2 separate regions of the Triticum aestivum genome follow, and region 1 is linked to region 2. A link is a contact called in public Hi-C data. All regions are on one chromosome and are shown on one strand. The core of a region is the stretch at or near the end of the contact, and the rest is flanking DNA. Distances in the headings are between cores, read along the strand shown.

The links. A called contact is a pair of places that touch in the nucleus more often than the background predicts.
Region 1: a contact with region 2 is called in a Hi-C map of leaf, with 5 times the contacts expected there. The contact joins the promoter of LOC123071111 here to the promoter of LOC123071099 in region 2. A contact is called at or near these places in 2 of 5 Hi-C or Micro-C datasets (both in leaf).

The regions. Positions count from the first base shown.
Region 1 is chr3B:589,831,034-589,836,039 of IWGSC CS RefSeq v2.1, reverse strand. LOC123071111 (UDP-glycosyltransferase 87A2) reads right to left here and starts at 3,438. Exons shown (of 2, transcript XM_044494600.1): 1 at 2,761-3,438; 2 at 805-1,945. The coding sequence starts at 3,286. The coding sequence ends at 1,002. LOC123071112 (cyclin-B1-1) reads left to right here. Exons shown (of 9, transcript XM_044494602.1): 9 at 1-323. The coding sequence ends at 58.
Region 2 is chr3B:589,142,884-589,148,005 of IWGSC CS RefSeq v2.1, reverse strand. LOC123071099 (cytochrome P450 94B3-like) reads left to right here and starts at 1,765. Exons shown (of 1, transcript XM_044494576.1): 1 at 1,765-3,754. The coding sequence starts at 1,924. The coding sequence ends at 3,471. It overlaps LOC123071100 (50S ribosomal protein L34, chloroplastic), which reads right to left. Exons shown (of 2, transcript XM_044494577.1): 2 at 3,805-4,270. The coding sequence ends at 4,017.

The sequences.
Region 1 (5,006 bases), core at 2,189-4,688, 690 kb before region 2:
GAGCGAGAAGCTCGGAGGAGTCGCCCTGCGCCCGCCTGCGACCGACTTCTGCAAATGAGCTGCCCGCCTGTTTGTTGCTTTGGATCTGGACTTGGGAGTGCGATGGAAGGATTGTCTGACATTTCGCCGTGTTGATTGCTATTCGTTTCTTGCTTTTAGAAGAGTGCAAGGAGGGTTTGCTAAGAGTTTGTTGTTTGGTCGCAAGTCAGGCATATTATCTGACTTGTTGACAAGGATTTGTGTGATAAAAATACACCTTGGTCTTGGTGTATATATATGTCTTCTGAATGCTATCTACGACAGTTATTCAATTATTTGAATAATCTTTGGTGTCTCTGTCATTCTGAATTTCCTCCTAAAAATATGTTGTGTGAGATATTTTAACTGTTGTTCAAAATCTGAACCAGAAATTCCTCCTAAAAATATGGTGTAACTGTTATTCAAAATATGACATCATAATTTCAAAATCTGAACCACAGTTGTTGTTTGCAATTTACAATTTGCACTTCATAATTTGAACTGGCCTTTTTCGGCACTGCAATTTACAAAATCTGCACATTAACTTTTTCTTCTCACAGGCACTTTACAATGTGCAATCAATTTCTTTTTTAGTCCTTCTGAACTTCCTCCTTATTTAACCAGCTTACATGACTGTTGATTCTTGAACCATATTTGCACCTTCATAATTTGGAGCCTGCTCATAAACACTGCTCATAAAAGACTGTTGATTCATGTCTTAGAGGTGGTTTGCGCATTAAAATTTTCTTATCATAAAAACTTCACAGTAGCCACTTTGCAGTGCAATGAAATCAAATGGCTGATTGAGTTCAGGACAATGAATTGAGATTACAAGCTAAAGGTGCAATGAAACCAAATGGCTGATTGAGTTTTCAGGACAATGAATTGAGATTATCCCCCACAAGCTAAAGTGAAACCAAATGGCTGATTGTGTTCAAGATGGTTGAATAGAGCAATGAAATCAATGGTTGAGATGATGCATTTCAAGCATCAGTTTTGGAACATTGCTGATCAAGTTCAGTACATCGCGACGCGCATACCATCTGCATCAATGAACTGAGATTATCATAGGAAGATCCACCCTTTTCGACAGCTCTGCCACAGACCTCTTTCCACTCAAGGGCACGCCTCCTTATCGCCTTGGTATTGTCCTCATCGCAGGCCATGAGCCTCTTAACAGCCCTTGCAATGTCCTGACTCCCAATCAGGCCATCCTTATCGGCCCATTCGCGCAGGGCCAGTCCAACCTTCCAGTCTTCAACAATTAGACGGCCATCAATCGGTTGATCAAAGAACAGTGGCAGAGCAAGCATGGGCACACCAGCAAAGACAGCTTCAAGTGTCGAGTTCATCCCACAATGTGTCAAGAAGCCCCCAACAGAAGGATGGCACAGAACCTTCAGCTGATCGCACCATGCCATTATCATGCCCCTGTCGGTGTCGCCGACAAGTTCTCGCACCCGGGAAGACTTTTCACGAAGAATCCATAAGAATCTGACACCGCTCGATGCAAGGCCTAATGCTATCTCATCAAGCTGGGAGGCTGACACAGAGAGGAAGCTGCCGAGGGAGACATATAGCACCGAGTTCACGGGTTGAGAGTCCAGCCAGGTGAAGCAGTCTCCTGGACTGGTGGTAACTTCTCCATTGGACTTGGAATGCTGGTCTTCTAGTGTCATGTAGGGAATGCAGGGCCCAACTGGGAGAACTGGACATGGGAGTGCTGACCTTAGGGAGTTGATGACACCAGCCTCAAGCTCGTACATGGTGGTGAATAGGAGGCATTGCGCGTTCTTGATGCTAGAGACAGCTGCTAGGACATGGTTTACTGTTTTCTTGTTGTGAATTAAGGGCTCCAGATCAGACAAGGTTACTGAACTTGAAGCAAAGCCTGAGATATAGTGCTCAAGTCTCTTATCAGATTTATCTGCAGAAAAGAAAGGATGACTGAGCAATGCTGCAAGCTGCCATGTCCATTACTGAAATGAACAAACTACATCCACTATAACAATGACTATAAAAAAAATAAAATCACCCGAAATGAGAACCATGTGGTACAGTTAAAACAATACTCATATGCGATACCAATTTCTCAAGCTTGATCTATGGCTCAGTTCTAGCTATTTGGACGGCCTATAAAAAAACTGCATGCAGACCCTTAGGGGGTGTTTGTTTCCAAGGACTTTTTGGTGCAGGGACTAGAAAAAGTCCCTAACAAACCAAACAGGGTGGGACTTTTTTGGGACTTTTTGCTAAAAGTCCTTAGAAGCACCCCTTGAGAGTCTTTTTCAAAAAGCCCCAGGGACTAGAAAAAGTCCTAGGCCTAGAGAAACAAACACCACATGTTCTGTTCATGAACTAGGGTCCTTGATAACTCTGCCAAAAATATACAGTAACATTTCACTGATTCAAGTGCCATTGCTTGACTGCTCCATTAATTATTTATGTGCACATCCCGACGTATTTCAAGTGATACGATGCGGGCCGGCAGCTGCATGTGCAAAGGGCCGACTGACGCGGAGCATGGTCCATAAACATTGCCAAACATGAAAATGACTAATTAATCACATGTACTCACTGAACTATAAATCAGATGGTAGTACATTCAGATCCAACACCTGATAGATGCAACAGCCAACAAATTGAATGAAATGTTGTTGGTTCCCCAATCAGTAACGTTAATGGTCCAGTAATCGGGAGCTTTATCAGCCTATCAGAAAATGCTTGGAAGAGGAACCTGACCTGTGGTGGCGCCGGCGGCCGGGGCGTGCTCGTCGACGAGGCGCGGCGGGAGGGACTCGAAGTGGTAGTAGGCGGAGAAGAAGGAGGCGGGCATGGGGAAGAGCGAGCAGACCGGGACGCCCCTCCGGTTGCCGACGCCCACGACCCAGGACACGTAGGTGTCCGCCACGAGCGCCGCGACGGGCGGGACCTCCCCCCCTTCCTCCTCACGGAGGCGGTCGAGCAGGAGCTCGAAGGGCGCCTCCATTTCGGTGGCGACGGCGTCGAGGAAGCCCGCGTGGTCGGCGGCGCGGCCGTGCTCGGAGGGGATGACGTTGGGGATGGCGTGCAGGCGGACGCCGGGCGGCGGCGGGGCGGAGGAGGAGTGGAGCAGGCCGAGCCACTCCTCGGTGACGACGAACGTGACCGCGGCGCCGCGCGCGGCCAGGAGGCGGGACAGGTTCATCATGGCGTTGACGTGGCCCCGGCCGGGGAACGGCACCGCCACAATGTGGCAGCGGCACGGCTCCGCGGCGGCGGCGGCCATCTCCGTGACGACTGACGAGTGTGTGTGGCTCTCGTCGCGCTGTCGCTGCCTACGCCGCAGACGATGTTTGTTTGGAGTGAGCAGAGCGCGCAGGTGCGGTGACTCTGGTGCTCGTGTCAGCCGCCAACGTGCGCGCGGAGGATTCTGCGGCGACGTGTAGCATCTTTTCTATTGGCCGGCCGGCCCGCGGGTAACCCCACACACGTGTACAGTACATCTTATACCTACGAACATCTTCGAGACACTGATTTCGGTTTGAAGGATTTTTTTAGGGAAGTTGTAGGAAATTTTTTATAGATGCATTTGGTGAACGCGTACAAAAATTTCGTAGTAATACTATTCATTGTCTATGTTTTTAAGATATCTACACATCCACTCTAATCTTATTTTGTGCGTAGGAACGAGGCAAAACAATTCCTTAGAATGACAAGTCCCATTCTATCAAATTTCCGTATTACTCCTAATTCCCGCATTTTGGTTTCCTTCAAACTGAGGCCCGTAAACAATGACAGAAGATTTTAATGTCACGCTCAATGCATTGCCGTGTCAACAGTGTGGACTATAGAGTGCGGTCTTTCAAAAACAAAGTAAAGAGTGCGCGCGAGGGGTCGCACACGCCACCAGTCGCGTTAGGCAAGTTATGCAGTGTTTAGCATCATGATGGTGAACTGTCAAATTGTGGATTATGACAAGTCAACTACCAGCCTTGATATCGGTGCTCGCATTTTTCTGAAATTATTTTAGGCTTTTGGACGATGCTCGTTTAGTGGGAGAAGATGTTGTCTGTGATGACTTCATCAATCTCAAGATGATATGTCGGCTCAGTCTACCAGAGATGCTCATAGAGGTAGGGTGCACATGCTTTGCATTCATAAGGGTTGAAAGGATCGATATGGTTGACTAGAGGGAGAGGGGTGAATAGGCAACTAACAATTTTTAGCTTTTCTTGACCAAATAAAAATTAGCATCAAAATAGATTGTCTAGATGTGCAACTAGGTGAGCAACCTATATGACGCAACAACAACAAGCACACAAGCAAGCAAGGGATACAACACAATAAAAGCTTGCACAAGTAAAGGTAAGAGATAACCAAGAGTGGAGCCGGTGGAGACGAGGATGTGTTACCGCAGTTCCTTCCCTTTGAGAGGAAGTACGTCTCCGTTAGAGCGGTGTGGAGGCACAATACTCCCCAAGAAGCCACTAGGATCACCGTATTCTTCTCACGCACTCACACAAATGCGAGATGCAGTGATTCCACTATTGGTGCCCTTGAAGGCGGCAACCGAACCTTTACAAATAAGGTTGGGGCTATCCCCACAACATAATTGGAGGCTCCCAACGGCACCACGAAGCTTCACCATAATGGAATATGGCTCCGAGGTGACCTCAACCGTCTAGGATGCTCAAACACCAAGGAGTAACAAGATCCACAAGAGATTAGTGGGGGGAATCGAATTTCTCTTGGTGGAAGTGTAGATCGAGGCCTTCTCAACCAAACCCTAGAAAATCAACAAGTTTGATTGGCTAGGGAGAGAGATCGGGCGAAAATGAAGGTTTGAGCAACAATGGAGCTTGGGGAGGGAAGAGGTGGTCTTCTTGGGGAAGAAGACCCCCTTTATATAGTGGGGGAAAAGATCCAACTGTTATCCCCTCTCTCAGCCCGCGCGACGCGGTACTACCGTTGCAGGGTGCGGTACTACCGCTTGCGTGGTAGTGACC
Region 2 (5,122 bases), core at 516-3,015:
AATCCTCTAGGGTTTCCCCAAGCCGGTCTCAAAGCATTGCCGATGGTGTGGATATGATACTGGTTTCGATACAGGACCTTACCCGCCAGCAACCACTTCGCCGGAGCACCATCCAGGCGATCATCTATCACGAGGGGAGTCGCCTCTTCCTCGGATATGTCTAGCTTCCCCAAAGCTTCCTCGAGTTTCTCCCTCGCTGAACTGGTTTTGGTCGATCCCGAGGTCTCCTGCGTTGTCTCCGCCGCGGGTGGTGTCGCCATCACCCCTGCCGAGTCCTGGAGGCGGCCCGCCGATGAGATCTGCGGCCGCCGATCGGTTTCCACGTCGAACCCTAGCGCCGCCAGAGAGCCCTAGGTTTCGGGGATAAACCTTCCTCTCCCGTCACCTTCTCCTTACTACTCCATTATTTGTGATAATCTTTCCTTTATTCCACACGTTATGGTACAGTGCGACTTCTACACATCAGTACATCACTTACCGGAAAAGTAGAAGAAATTGGTACAATTGTCTTGTGTCAAAGCCCCAACGGCATACCGAGATTGATACGCTACACCGACTGGGAGGGGTCGAAGAGGGCAGCACTTCTCATCAGTCTCTTTCTTTCAGTAATTGTTGTCGCTGACTTAGGCCCTGTTTGGTTCATAAGTCTTAGGACTTTTTTTAGTCCCAACTTATAAGTCCTAAGGATCTGTTTGGTTCATAAGTCTTAGGACTTTTTTTAGTCCCAACTTATAAGTCCCAAGTTCCTAAAAAGTCCCTACATGTTTGGTTCCTGGGACTTAACATGGACTAGAAGACCATATTATAACTATAAGTTCCTATAAGTCCCTCCTTGAAAGTCTTATTTCATAAGTCCCAAATGCCCACTTTAAGTCCCTATAAGTCCCTCCTGTTTGGTTTAGATGAGACTTATAGGGATTTTTTTTTAAGTCCTTAAACCAATAAGTCCTTGTAAACAAACACCCTCTAAGTCCCTAAAAAGTCCCTACCTGTTTGGTTCCTCGGACTTATAAGTCCTTATAAGACCATATTACAACTATAAGTCTCTATAAGACTCTCCTTTAAATCAATAAGTTCCTGAAAACAAACACCCTCTTAGTACGACTTCCGTGACAATTAACATGGATCGAAGGGAGTAGTATTTTTGTTGTTGTTGAGAAAAATTATAGAGAAATAAGCTAGCCACTGAGAGAAGATGACAGGTGATCTATGCAGGAAATGCCACGCTGCGCGTGAAATCGACGTGGGTTCAGAAGGGCACTCAGCAGCAGAACAAGGAAAAAAAGGAAAATTAACACCAGATTGCTCAGTTCTTCATCGTTATCGCGTGACTGCTTGGTTGCAGTGCACCGTACGTACATCCAAACTAGCTAACTTGTCACGACTCATGAGTTTCTCGTGTGGATGCTGGAGACAGAAGAAAAAGAACGAATCACTTGTGAGTATCACAGTTTACAGTGTTTGTTTATGGTTCGGTTGCAGTTGAACGAATCAGGTAGCAGATCAACTGACTGGGACAGTTTTTTTTTCTTTTCTTTTTTGGAAATGTAAGCACCATTAAACTATTCAAGAGCACTGGATTGTAAGTTTGTTTTTGCGAAGATGTGGACATCAAAATTGACTAGTATTTGTTCATGGTTCAGTTTGTGTCCAAGTGATTTGTCTGGTTAAACTGGTCATGTTTTAGTTGATGGTTCACTTGCTTATACGTAGTTGCCAGGAAGCAGGGATCACCTGAGCGCCGACGTCAGTATTCTGAGGATTGGTTGGTTTCGCATTCGCACAAGCCCAATCAGTATTCATCTACAAGTGCCCTTGACTTACTGAAGCCAAAGACTCAAAGTCACCCAGCTCACACTTCCAACCTCCAAGCACCCCACTCACTCCTACAGTTTTTTTGGACTTGGCAAGCCTGAGATCTCGATGGCCATGGAGCTTTCGTTGACCTCGGCCCAACCCATGCTCCTGCTCCTGCTCCTACCTCTACTATATGTCCTCTGCCTACGTCGGAACACCAGGAAGCAACCTCACGCCGACGGCCTCAAGGCCTACCCCATCATCGGCACGCTCCCACACTTCGTCAAGAACCAGGACTGCCTCGTCGAGTGGTCGGCTGGCGTCATCGCTCGTTGCCCCACGCACACCATGGTCTTCGACTTCAAGAGCCTCGGCCTCATGGCCGGTGCCATCACAGCAAACCCGGCCAATGTGGAATACATCGTGAAGACCAACTTCCAGAACTACCCCAAGGGCGAGTTCGTGGTGTCCGCCATGGCGGATTTCCTCGGCCACGGCATCTTCAACTCCGACGGCGACCAGTGGCTCTCGCAGCGCAAGGCCGCCAGCTACGAGTTCAGCAAGCGCTCGCTGAGAAACTTCGTGGTCAGCACCGTCCGGTTCGAGGTCGTCGAGCGGCTGCTGCCTCTGCTCTCCCGGGCGGAGCTACAAGGCCTGACGCTGGACATGCAGGACGTTCTCGAGCGCTTCGCGTTCGACAACATCTGCTGCGTCGCCTTCGACGAGGACCCGGCGTGCCTCACCGACGACGGCCTGGGGGTGAATGGGCGTGCGGAGTTCATGCATGCCTTGAACGACGCGCAGATCATGGTCATGGCCCGGTTCATGTCGCCGGTCAAGTGGGCATGGCGGGTCAAGAAGCTACTCAACATGGGGCCAGAGAGGCGGATGAGCAAGGCGCTCGCCACGATCCACGGCTATGTCGACAGGATTGTCCGTGATCGCAGCGAGAGGGGGGCTGCCGGGCTGGCGCGCAAGGACGACTTCCTCTCGCGCTTCGTCTCCAGCTGCGAGCACAGCGACGAGAGCCTTCGTGATGTGGTCACCAGCTTCATCATAGCCGGGCGGGACACGACCTCGTCGGCGCTCACTTGGTTCTTCTGGCTCGTGTCCCGCCGGCGCGAGGTGGAGGAGAAGATCGTGCGCGAGATATGCGGGGTGCGAGTGTCCAGCGGGAGTGCGGATGCAGCCTTCAGCCTCGACGAGCTGCGTGAGATGCACTACCTGCACGCAGCGGTCACAGAGTCCATGCGGCTATACCCGCCCGTGGCCATGGACTCGCGCTGCTGCCAGCACGACGACATCCTGCCCGACGGCACATTTGTAGGCAAAGGTTGGCAGGTCTCCTACAGCGCGTATGCCATGGCGCGGTTAGAGGAGATATGGGGCGACGACTGTGCAGAGTACCGGCCAGAGCGGTGGCTCGACAAGGAGGGTGCGTTCCGGCAGGAGAGCTCGTTTAAGTACCCAGTCTTCCATGCCGGGCCAAGGATGTGCCTTGGCAAGGAGATGGCCTACATACAAATGAAGTCCATCGCCGCCTGCGTGTTGGAGAGGTTCAGCTTCCAGTTCGTCGGAGGCGAGAGTCGGCCAGGGCCTGTGTTCTCCGTGACCTTACGGATGGAGGGCGGCTTGCCCATGCAAGTGAAGAAGAGGGGGCCACCGAACAGCTAGGCATGTTCCCTTTGCCTACAGGCTGCTCCTCTCTCACGCCTACTGGTTTTAGTCCTACATATTCAGGTTCTAGCCAGTCTTGAGCCACCATGTATTCAGGCAGTCAACATATTCACTAGATGACTAAACCAAGAGCAAGGAGGTACTGGTGTACATGATAGCATAGGAGATAAATGTATTCCAGTGACTGCCTGAAGTGTTCAACCAAAGAGGTGCTCCCAAAACTGTTAGGCTATAGGTATGCATCGATTTCTCCTACTGCAAAAAAAATACTTGGGTGATATATAGCATTGGGGTCCTACAAAGTTATAGAATGCAGTGCTCAAGATGATATAATCTCACAAAACAACATAGCATTAAAGACTGCCACAACCAAAAAGGATAAATTACACGAGTGTCGGAATTTAGTTCAGATATCAAGTTATTAACCAAAGTACAGGGAAAAGATGTGCAGCAATTGTTACAGATGAACATGGCTGAGAACATGGGGTGCAAAAAGAGTAAACTTACAGCTGGAATACATAATGCCTCACATTACACTGTAATCAATACTTTGTCCCAGTGGGTGAGTTCGACTTTGTGCAGAGAATCTTCCTTCCTCTGTCACGTCTACGCTTCAGAACCTTTCTTCCAGCAGTAGTCCGCATCCGCTTTCGGAAACCATGCACACGGGCAAGTGACTTCCTAGATCTTGACCTCTTGGTCAGGCAGAGGGCAGCCTTTCCAGCCCTAATCTGTAGACCGCGGGGTCTGCGTGTTGTTAATCTGTTGTAGCTGAACTCAATTCCCAAAGATGAACCTGGCATACATGATGATGAAATATCATATATACTGGGTTTTATGTAACCAACACTAGGATTTGACACAAATTCTTCCTTTCACGGACACGCATAAGGTCTAAGCTTGACTGTATTAAGGATGAAAAGGTTATTTGTTACAACGACGTAAACGCTATACTTGATCATTAGACAAATGCTGTAAAAGATCAAAAGAGAAGCTCTAAACCACACGTTACAAGTAAGAACTTGTGATTTCCCTCAGTAACCAACGACTCCGTGCAGTGCTAAATTCAATGCCTTGATGGTCTCCACAATTGCTGTTGCACGTAAATCTAAAATTTGCTAAACAGAAGTTCAGACAAACGTACTCCAAAATCAACTATCAGTTGCCTTTGGATGTTCTCTGAAGATTACTTCATTGTGTATGAAAATATTCTACTATATTGCATTGGTTCATTTCCACCTTAGCTAGTTCATTTAGTATAACATTGTTGTGCTGCAATTAGAAGCATACCTGGTCACAACTGCTTGAGAATGAGCAGGTATTGAAGCTTGAGAGTCTTCTTTATTGAAGTTATCTGTTTATTGTTTAACTGTGGTAGACATTTTACTACATTATCAGTCTGTTGTTCAGCCATGTGCAGTTACTTCCAAAAAATTTAGTAGTAGTTAAGAAAACATGAGTTACATTTATATCTGTGAGACTTTCCATCGTCTATATGACTCAGGGCTTCAGGCCCTCAAATTCAGATACATATACTAGCTGTATCCCATTTCTTCCTAACACTTGACTTCTACTCCCTCCATAAAGAAATATAAGTGCGTTTAGATCACTAAAGTAGTGATAGAAATGCTCTTATATTTCTTTACGG